Regions from separate parts of the Mus musculus genome. Here region 2 is linked to region 1. A link is a contact called in public HiChIP or PLAC-seq data. All regions are on one chromosome and are shown on one strand. Each heading gives the region's core, a stretch centred on a gene start, on an enhancer-like site or on the middle of the called end of the contact. The rest is flanking DNA. Distances are from core to core; before and after follow the strand shown.

The links. HiChIP or PLAC-seq counts read pairs in DNA pulled down with a chosen protein or histone mark.
Region 2: a contact with region 1 is called in an H3K27ac HiChIP or PLAC-seq map of trophoblast stem cells, with 2.5 times the contacts expected there. The contact joins two enhancer-like sites. A contact is called at or near these places in 6 of 484 Hi-C or Micro-C datasets (the HPC-7 cell line, embryonic fibroblasts, embryonic stem cells and 2 more) and 5 of 115 datasets of contacts at active chromatin or transcription factors (embryonic stem cells, extraembryonic endoderm stem cells and trophoblast stem cells).

Annotation. Positions count from the first base shown.
Region 1 is chr14:76,277,613-76,282,051 of GRCm38.p6, forward strand. No RefSeq gene overlaps it. Among named protein-coding and RNA genes, the nearest start is that of 2900040C04Rik, 28 kb to the left of the region's middle. Within about 2 kb of position 1,654, at least 36 of the 459 cell types and tissues checked have an H3K27ac peak or open chromatin away from gene starts, as enhancers often do. A contact at or near this core is called in trophoblast stem cells, where this site is marked.
Region 2 is chr14:76,355,624-76,360,271 of GRCm38.p6, forward strand. No RefSeq gene overlaps it. Among named protein-coding and RNA genes, the nearest start is that of Gm41215, 16 kb to the right of the region's middle. Within about 2 kb of position 2,333, at least 6 of the 459 cell types and tissues checked have an H3K27ac peak or open chromatin away from gene starts, as enhancers often do. A contact at or near this core is called in trophoblast stem cells, where this site is marked.

The DNA of each region.
Region 1 (4,439 bases), core at 404-2,903:
ATACATACCTGCGTTCTTGTATTTAGGTTTAAACAAACACAAGGCAGTAGGTATACATACCTGGGTTCTTGTATTTAGGTTTAAACAAACACAAGGCAGTAGGTATACAAACCTATGCAGCCTCAGTTTGGGGGTGGTGCTATCTGTCACCAACCCATCATCTCTTACTTCCCATCTGTCCTCCATGGTGGTCTGACAATTTGTGACACCCCACACCCCGGCAGCAGCCAAGCCTTTGGTCACCTTGTTCTCCCTTCCTGTTTCAGCCCGTGCTAAACTCTGGTCTTGCTCTCTGACCTTGGCAACAAAATAATGTTGTATTTTCCCAAACCTCTCTCCACAGTCTCCCGCCAGTCAGAAACACCAACTATCAACTGCCTGAGACACCATTAAAAGCCACATCCCGGGTTTGGGGAGATGACTCAGTTGGTGCAACCCTTGCCATGAAACCCTGCATGGGGACCTGGGCTGGTCCTCAGCAGATGAGCATCCAGGCAAAAGGCCAGCGTGCCAGTGTGGCAGCGGGCGTGCGCCTGTCATCAGAGCAGCCTGGAGAGGGAGACCTGTCGAGAGCCCCGGGGCTTGCTGCTAGGCGGGCCGGCTCAGTTGAATTGGTGAGCTCTGGTGAGAGAGCCTGTCTCAGAAAACAAAGTGGCTAGGAACGAATACCAACTCTGAACTCTGACCGCTGCACGCATGTATGCACAGGAGCACACACATGGACGTGTACAACGCACATACACCTCGAACACACACAGATGTAATAAAAAATAAATTAGGGAGATAAAATTCATCTACTCACTGCTGCTCCTTGGACTCCTATGAAATTCCCTTCCTGGGTGTATCGATCTGCAGGGTGAGCTGGCTACATCACAGGGCCTGGTAATAAACTGTTTCTCTTCTCTTTCTTCCTTTTTTTCTTTCTTCCTTCTCTCTCTCTCTCCCTCGCTCTCTCTCTCTCTCTCCATGAACCCAAGGAAGAGGTGTGAACTCCAGCTAGTAGCAAGGTGGGAGTCTTATCTGTCCACTATACACGGTGTGTATTGCCTTCTGACCTAAAAAGAGCAGTAGCCAGTGGCCAGACAAAGAAAGAAAGATGGCGGCCTTCCTGAGCCTCAAGTCAGCTTGCTCATGAGCAAATTGCTGTCTGCTGGTTCCTGACCTCCTCTGGGCATTTTACAGGCCGATGAGCTCATGCTCATAAAGAAAGAGTGCAAGCCTTTCACTGAGGTATAATTAATAATCATCTGATAAGTGGATAACAATAATAATGGTGACGTCATCCCTTCCTCCACTTCTGCTCCTGTTGTGTAATAGTAATACCACGAGCTGATGTCCTCCTAGTACACTCAATTAGATGAGCGTCCTCCAGAGCAAGCTTACTCACAGCCAAGTGCTGTCTTGCGTGCCTCATTGCCCTCTCCAGGGTAGCCTAAGGGTACTGAACAGGGAGCAGTGTTCTGTGGGTGTCGGGCTGTGGAGTAATGAGAAAGTTCAAGCTACTCATGACTCAGGCACCAGGACACCATGGCGACCTCCCAGGTGGACAGCCGAGCCTTGGTGAGGCTCATCTTGACGGATTTATCTTATCCCTCAGGCCTCTTAAGCAGGGTGATGTGTGGATGAGTCAGGCCACTTCCTCCATGACATCATCAGAGGGATATGTGCACCCTGGTCAACATGCATCTGTCTAGTTATCCCGGCAGCCAAGGAACCACGTGCAGAACTCGGTTCTAGAGACAAGAGTCGCTTTGGCTTTTTGACAAATCGTAGTTTTACACAGAATCTCCAAGGTAGACACTAAGCTAGAAGAAGCCGTGACGGGGCACGCAAACACAGATCCAAGAGTCGCCACTGTGCCCCTACACGCTTCTCAGGGCAAATGCTGAGGGAGGCAGAACGGAATCCCAGGGAGAAAAGAAGACCTTTCATTTGTAAACGGTTTCTGCTTACAGAGCACTTTCTGCACTTGACCTCACGGCGCCTCACCACAGCTCTGTTTGGGCTCAGTTTATTATTTCTCACGTACAGACGAGGAAACCGAGAGATACTCAGTGAAATCAGAAGAAAGCCTGAAGCCGCAGCCACGCCCGCCTCGGTGACTGTAGGGCTCGCCCCACGTGACTGGGTCCACCAGCTTTGCTCTACTGGGCAGGAGATCATTCATCTTACTCATGGCTGGGCAGTTGGCCGCGGCGCAGGGATGGTGGTAGTGGAAGCTGAGTGGTCACAGCAGTGAAAGTCAGCTCTGGTCAGACGCTGCATAAAAGGGGAATCTAATAAAGGATGCTGCAGCAGCCGCCGGCCTCCCGCTTTGGGAGGGAGTGAAATCAGAGACCCTCCCCGGTTTCCCAAAGTCTGAGAAGGGCAACTTCTAGGGGCTCAGCGGACATCAGGAGCCTTTGTCCTCCAGTCAAACAAGCAGGCACATGGAGCCACAAGCCCAAAGCTCCCAGTCACAGCCTCCATAAGGCCTCCCTTCTTTTGCCTTTTCCTTCGATTCTGTTTCAGATGGACCGTTCTTTCTTTTTAAAACTTTGGATTTCCCACCTTTCCCCTACCTTCTCTTTCTTTTTAAAGCTTTACACAAGTATACGTTATGTCTCTCCTCAGATGAAAATTTCTGTCAAAAATGCAAATGAATCCAACTTTTATAAATATATTCTGAAATATTTGTGGATGGGATCACGAAATCACGGGGATTTTTCTATAAAATATGCTATAGGTTGGAGCTCCGCCCCCTTTGTCTTTTTCTAACTAAGTGAGCATGCACTTTCTGCTTTGATGCGTTGCCTACCCCAGGCCCAGAGCAATGGGGCCAATTCATCATCACAAACTGGAACTCCAAAGACTGAGCCCACATAAACCTTTTCTCTCTATAAGTTGGTTCTCTTGATCATTTTGTTATAGTAACAGAGAGATAACACAAAATAATATCAGAGGAATAAAGGAAAAAGGGAACATGTTACGGTTTCTGAGGGCTCACTTTTCATATTTCTCTCCCTGATTTTCTCTATTGCTAAAAATTTCTATTTAAAGAGGCAGAAAAATAGGAACGGAATTATGCATCTTCCGCAACCCTGTTAAAATGAATGCCTTCTTCTGTATCCATGTTTTTGGCTGTTCCCCCCAATCACCTTCTCCTCTCCATTATCTGATATACCTTTAAATAAACATTTATTTACATTTAATTTACTTATTTGTGTGTACGGGGGCAAGCATGCATACGGCCCTGTGCACATTTGTTGGTCAGAGGACAACTGTCGGGAGTTTATTTTCTCTTCCCATCATGTGGGCTCTAGGCATGGCAGCAAGAGTGTACTTGCTGAGCTGTGTTGCAAGCCTCTCACTTGATCTTTCTTCCTTCCTTTCTTCCTTCCTTCCTTTCTTCCTTTCTTCCTTTCTCCCTTTCTTTCTTCCTTTCTTCCTTTCTCCCTTTCTTTCTTCCTTTCTTTCTTTCTTTCTTTCTTTCTTTCTTTCTTTCTTTCTGTTTTTTGTTGTTGTTGGGTTTTTTTTTTTTGTTTGTTTTGGTTTGGTTTGGTTTGGTTTTTTCAAGACAGGGTTTCTCTGTGTAGCCCTGGCTGTCCTGGAACTCACTCTGTAGACCAGGCTGGCCTCGAACTCAGAAATCCACCTACCTCTGCCTCCCCGAGTGCTGGGATTAAAGGCGTGTGCCACCACTGCCTGGCTCATTTGATATTTCTTAAAGCCATAATTATTTCAGCAATTCCTAAAGTCATGTGGAAGACATCCTATGAGCTAGGCAGCAGGCCTTCCTTCCAGGTAAGCTACGAGCACTGGCCTTCTGGAGGACTGACCCGTCTATGTGTTTTCTTCTCTTTTTCATAGTTTCATAGAATGTTCCAGAGACACTCATTTCATGGCTGATCTGTTGATCCTTTTATAGTGCTCCTTCATGGGGGTCACACTTCTAGGAAGAAAAGTTAAAATGAGATTAAGGAAAGTCCCAAGATAGTTGTACCCACAGATGTTTCTCTGTCAGACACTGGGGCATTGCTCTGGGGTGGGACGGGCTCTAAAACACACTTAGGAACGAGCTTTGCTTTTTACCTCATCAGAGGAAAACAAAGACCAGACAGCTCATGCTGTGGACTCAGCAGCATTTTACCAGGGGCTGTGGCTGGGGTCCCCATTAACACTGTGGCCAGTGTCACTCACCTGCCGACCTTGTAAGAGGTGGCCGCTGGCACATCTCATTCCTCCCAGGGAGCTTAGGTCTTTGTATTTCCTTGTCATGAGCATCAGCTCAGGGTCAGCAGGGCCACCTTCTCTGCATGCCTCTTTCCAAAGTGGCCTCCAGGATGTGGAAAGGTCCCCGCTCCCCCTGCTAAATCCTTCCATCTGAAGCACAGGATCTGCACTTTCCTTTCTGGATTGATGTTGAAGACTTAATGTAATTGGCTGGCAGAAAATAAATA
Region 2 (4,648 bases), core at 1,083-3,582, 79 kb after region 1:
CTGGCTGGTCTGGAATTTGTTCTTGTGGACCAGGCTAGCCCTGAAATCACTGTGACCTGCCTGCCCTGTCTCTGGATTTTGCTGGGCTGAAAGGCCTGGCCTTCTCCTATTCATATCGCACAGGTTTTTCTTGCTCATGCTCTGGTTGTTAGATGAAGTCCAGGCAGGAAAGTTTGCAGTCTTCCTCTGCAAACTGGCTTCTTGCTAACGTTAATCTTGCTGTTCCACACTCCCGTCCCTGTTTTTCTGCTACTGTGATTGTGGTGAAGATACGAACACGTTTTTGTTTTTTCATGAAAAGAATTTCATTGGTAAATGAGTTTGCAAAGAGGATGGGCCCGATAGCTAAAGTATGTGTGTGAGGGGTACCTCAGAAATGATGTTTAGCTGGGTGGTGGTGCACGCCTTTAATCCCAGCACTCGGGAGGCAGAGGCAGGCATATTTCTGAGTTCGAGACCAGCCTGGTCTACAAAGTGAGTTCCAGGATAGCCAGGGCTACACAGAGAAACCCTGTCTCGAAAATAACAAAACAAAAAACAAAACAAAACAAAACAAAAAGAAATGATGTTTAGATATTTGGGAATGACAAAAGCTGGATAGTTGCTTAAATATACACAGAGACAAAAACATGCCTTTTGTTCTTGGGAATCACAGACATGCAACTCCTGAAACTAGGAAAAGATGGGACTCTAAGTACTTTAATGAGGCACAGCTGGCTACTCCACTTTACATGTGGCAATTCAGAGAATCTCCATGCCGTGTTTCTGCTAAAGAGGCAGGACACATGCACACCAACTGCTAGTGCTGGGTGCATTCCCCTCTCCACCCCACCTCCCCCACACCAGTTGTGGCCCTCGGAGCTCACAGGGGCCCCAAAAGTGCACACTGCCTCTGAAAAGACTTGAGAAATAAAGAGCTTCCTTGCCTTTTTTGATCATGAAGCTTCCTTGCAACCCTACCTACAAAACAAACCCCAAAAGCCTTAAGAACCAGCACACCGAGGAAGTGGAGGCAGGAGGATGGCCGTGAATCTGAGGCCAGCATGGCATACACACAAAGCCTGTCTCATCAAAACAAAGGAAACAAAATACCACGTGGTAGTTTTTTTTTTAATTTTTTTTAATTAGGTATTTTTCTCGTTTACATTTTTAATGCTATCCCAAAGGTCCCCCATACCCACCCCCACCCCCCAATCCCCTACCCACCCACTGCCCCTTTTTGGCCCTGGTGTTCCCCTGTACTGGGGCATAAAAAGTTTGCAAGTCCAATGGGCCTCTCTTTGCAGTGATGACCAACTAGGCCATCTTTTGATACATATGCAGCTAAAGACAAGAGCTCCCGGGTACTGGTTAGTTCATATTGTTGTTCCACCTATAGGGTTGCAGTTCCCTTTAGCTCCTTGGGTAATTTCTCTAGCTCCTCCATAAGGGGCCGTGTGACCCATCCAATAGCTGACTGTGATCATCCACTTCTGTGTTTGCTAGGCCCCGGCATAGTCTCACAAGAGAGAGCTATATCTGGGTCCTTTCAGCAAAATCTTGCTAGTGTATGCAATGGTGTCAGCATTTGGAAGCTGATTATGGGATGGATCCCTGCATATGGCAATCACTAGATGGTCCATCCTTTCGTCACAGCTCCAAATTTTGTCTCTGTAGCACGTGGTAGTTTTATTTTTAGTACGTAAGCTTTGAGAAAATGTCAAAGATTCTTCAACGTTGGTCACATTCATAACGAATTGGACATCATAATAGGTCGTAATTAGGTCACAGCGATAATGGTGTATATATTCTGTTTCCCTCCAAAGCATACTAGACTTGTTTCTCATCCCATCATAACCTACAGCTCTTGCGCATGTAAACCACCCGCTTCACCAGGCTACCTACCGCCCATCCCTGGAAGTCTTACTACAAACTGGGGAAAGCTGCTCCAGGGGAATTATGGGAATTATGACTTTGGTTCATACTGTAGCACTTTTGCCAAGTTATCGTCCAGTCCCCACTTGAAATGCTGTAGAGACAGGGAACTCACAATTTAAAGAATATATTGTTTTCGAACCATCCTCACAAACATCGCTGCCTTGAGCTTATTCCTATCTCCTTAGGTGGCTCAGGCAAGCCCCACCCATCTTTCCGAAGACACGCCTCCAAAAAAAATGTAGACAAGGCTGAAGTCTTCCACGTGGTTTCTCTTTACCATTATTTAGACCCATAGACTAATTTATGCATTCTTGTTCTCTTGACTTGGCTTTTAAAGAAATATTTGAGGCTTGTGTGATGTTTCCACCTCTGGGTCAGCCCCTCCCCTACCTGCTGTCACCTTCTTTGTCCTTTGACCTCACTCCATCATCCTGAACATTTGTTCTCTGAACAGCTGAACGCTATGACAGGAAGGGAGTGATTCCTTTACAAAGGCAGAAAACATACAAGATTTTATCTTTTTGTGTCTTAGAATTAAAAGAGAAGAAGCTGGCCATAGTAGCTCACACCTTTAGTCCCAGCACTTGGAAAGCAGGGGCAGGTGTATCCCTGTCAGTTTGAGGCCAGCCTGGTCTACAGAGTGAGTTCCAGGACAGCTAGAGTTACTCTGTGAGACACTGTCTTGAAAATGCCTAAACATAAAATAAAGTAAAAGAGAGACAGAACTTTGCCCTGGCCATTTTTTTGTCCAACTCTACTTACCTTTGTCCCAGACAGGGAGGTCTAAAGCAGGAGCAGACGACTGGGCTTGTGAGACCTGAGTTCAAATCCTGACGATGCCTCCTTTGTCCTGAGAAGCACCTGGGACTGCTCTGAACCGGCTTCATCATGTGTAAAACCAACAGAGGAATCAGATGCCGCTATTTGCAGAACACTTCACCATCCCGTACCTTGTGGGTCATCTCACTAATTGCCCAGCCCACCCCACTCTGTCCACCCCAAGGCTCTGTGCAGAGCACTTGAACAATGGGTTTCAGATGCTATTCTGCATCTTCTCAGGTCCACTGGATGGCTTCTCAGTCTCTTCCTACTAGTTTCTCACAGGAGCAATGCTGTAGTTTAGACCTGAGTGGAACACAATAGCCCATGTATTAAAGGTATGTATGCTAGTGTGTAGTAGTATTGGGAGGTGGTGGAGTCGTAGTGGGGGTGACTTAGGTTCTTGGAGTCGTGCTCTTCACAGGGATAGTAGGATCTTGAATCCTTTCTCCTCTCTCTTTGCTTTCTGCAGCCAGAAAGTGAAAAGCTTCATTTTCCATAGATCTCCACCATGGTTTACTATGCTGGTCGCATCCAGTAGGGTCTGATGCTCACCAAGGTCAGAAAGGGGCATCAGATCTCCTGGAACTGGAGTTACAGGTGGTTGTGAGCCACCACGAGGGTGCTGGGAATCCAACTCGATCATCTGCAAGAGCAGTCAGTTCTCTTAACCACTGGGCTCTCTCTCCAGCCTCATTTTAAGTTAATTTATTTCCTGTATTTTTTACTATGGTGAAGAGTCCAATAATACAAACAATCGCTTGTGCGTCAATGGACTGTAGCAATTCACTGCCACGCTTATGAATTGTTGTATCCTTGCTCTTAACTTGCCCTGCTTTAGTCGGGTTTTCAATCCACATTGTGGTCACAAAATTCCTGAGAAAAGTAATTTAAGTGAGCAACTGTTTATTTTGGCTCACCGTTTCAAAGGTTTCTCTACACGGTTGGCTGGCTTTGTTGATTTGGGCTGTGTGAAACAGAACATCGTGGTATGGGAGCCTGGTGGAGCAGAGATGTTTAACCCATGGCTGTTAGGAAGCATGCAGACTCCTTCTTTCAATTATGTTCCATCTGGGTCCCCATCTTGGTGGGCGGGGCTGCTCACGTACAAAACAAGTCCACTCCTTTTCCCACTGTTTCAATATGTCAGTCATCTTTGGAGATAGCCTTGTAAGCACAGTCAGAAGTGTGCTTTGTTAATCTTCTGAGTGGATTTCAATCCAATTAGGCTGTCAAGACCACATTCACTGACTCCAGACTCAGATTCCACAGTGTCACGTGTAGACACATCTGGCAGTGGATTACTTCCTTCTTTCTGTTTATGATCACCAATTCAGTGACTGAAACTACCCCAAAGCTATGCTCAAAGCAGATGTATTCGCCAGTGACTCCCTCTTACCTGCTACCCAATGTCCATCTCGATAGTCCATCAGTTTGTCTGCGTGTTTTTCTCTTCTATTTTTTCCCTCTGCTTTGTGCAAATGCCCACAATGTCTTACCCACGTAATTTGTTTCCTTCGAGTTACCTTCCATCGACAGCTAGAGTGATCTTTTGGAAGAGGAGAACCCACCCCACCACCTTGCCTAAACACCTCGACATTCGTCTTTCATCGAGAGCCTCTGGGGGCCTTCGTAAGCATGATCCACTTGATTTTTTTAATGTTTGTCCCTTGCAAAAAGTCACCAAGATCCAGGCAGAGTGGCATGCAGCCTCTGTTTGATTTGCAACTTCAGTTCATTAGCTGATCTTTTTCACTCACAGGCTGTCTCCTCTGCCAAGTAGCCTAGATCCACTTGAATTGTTTGCCGTATGTAGTGATTCAATCCCAGGAAAATTCCTCTGGTGGATATTTTTAGTCATCAAATGACAAACACTCTCTACACATTAATCACAGAGTTTACAAAATGTCAG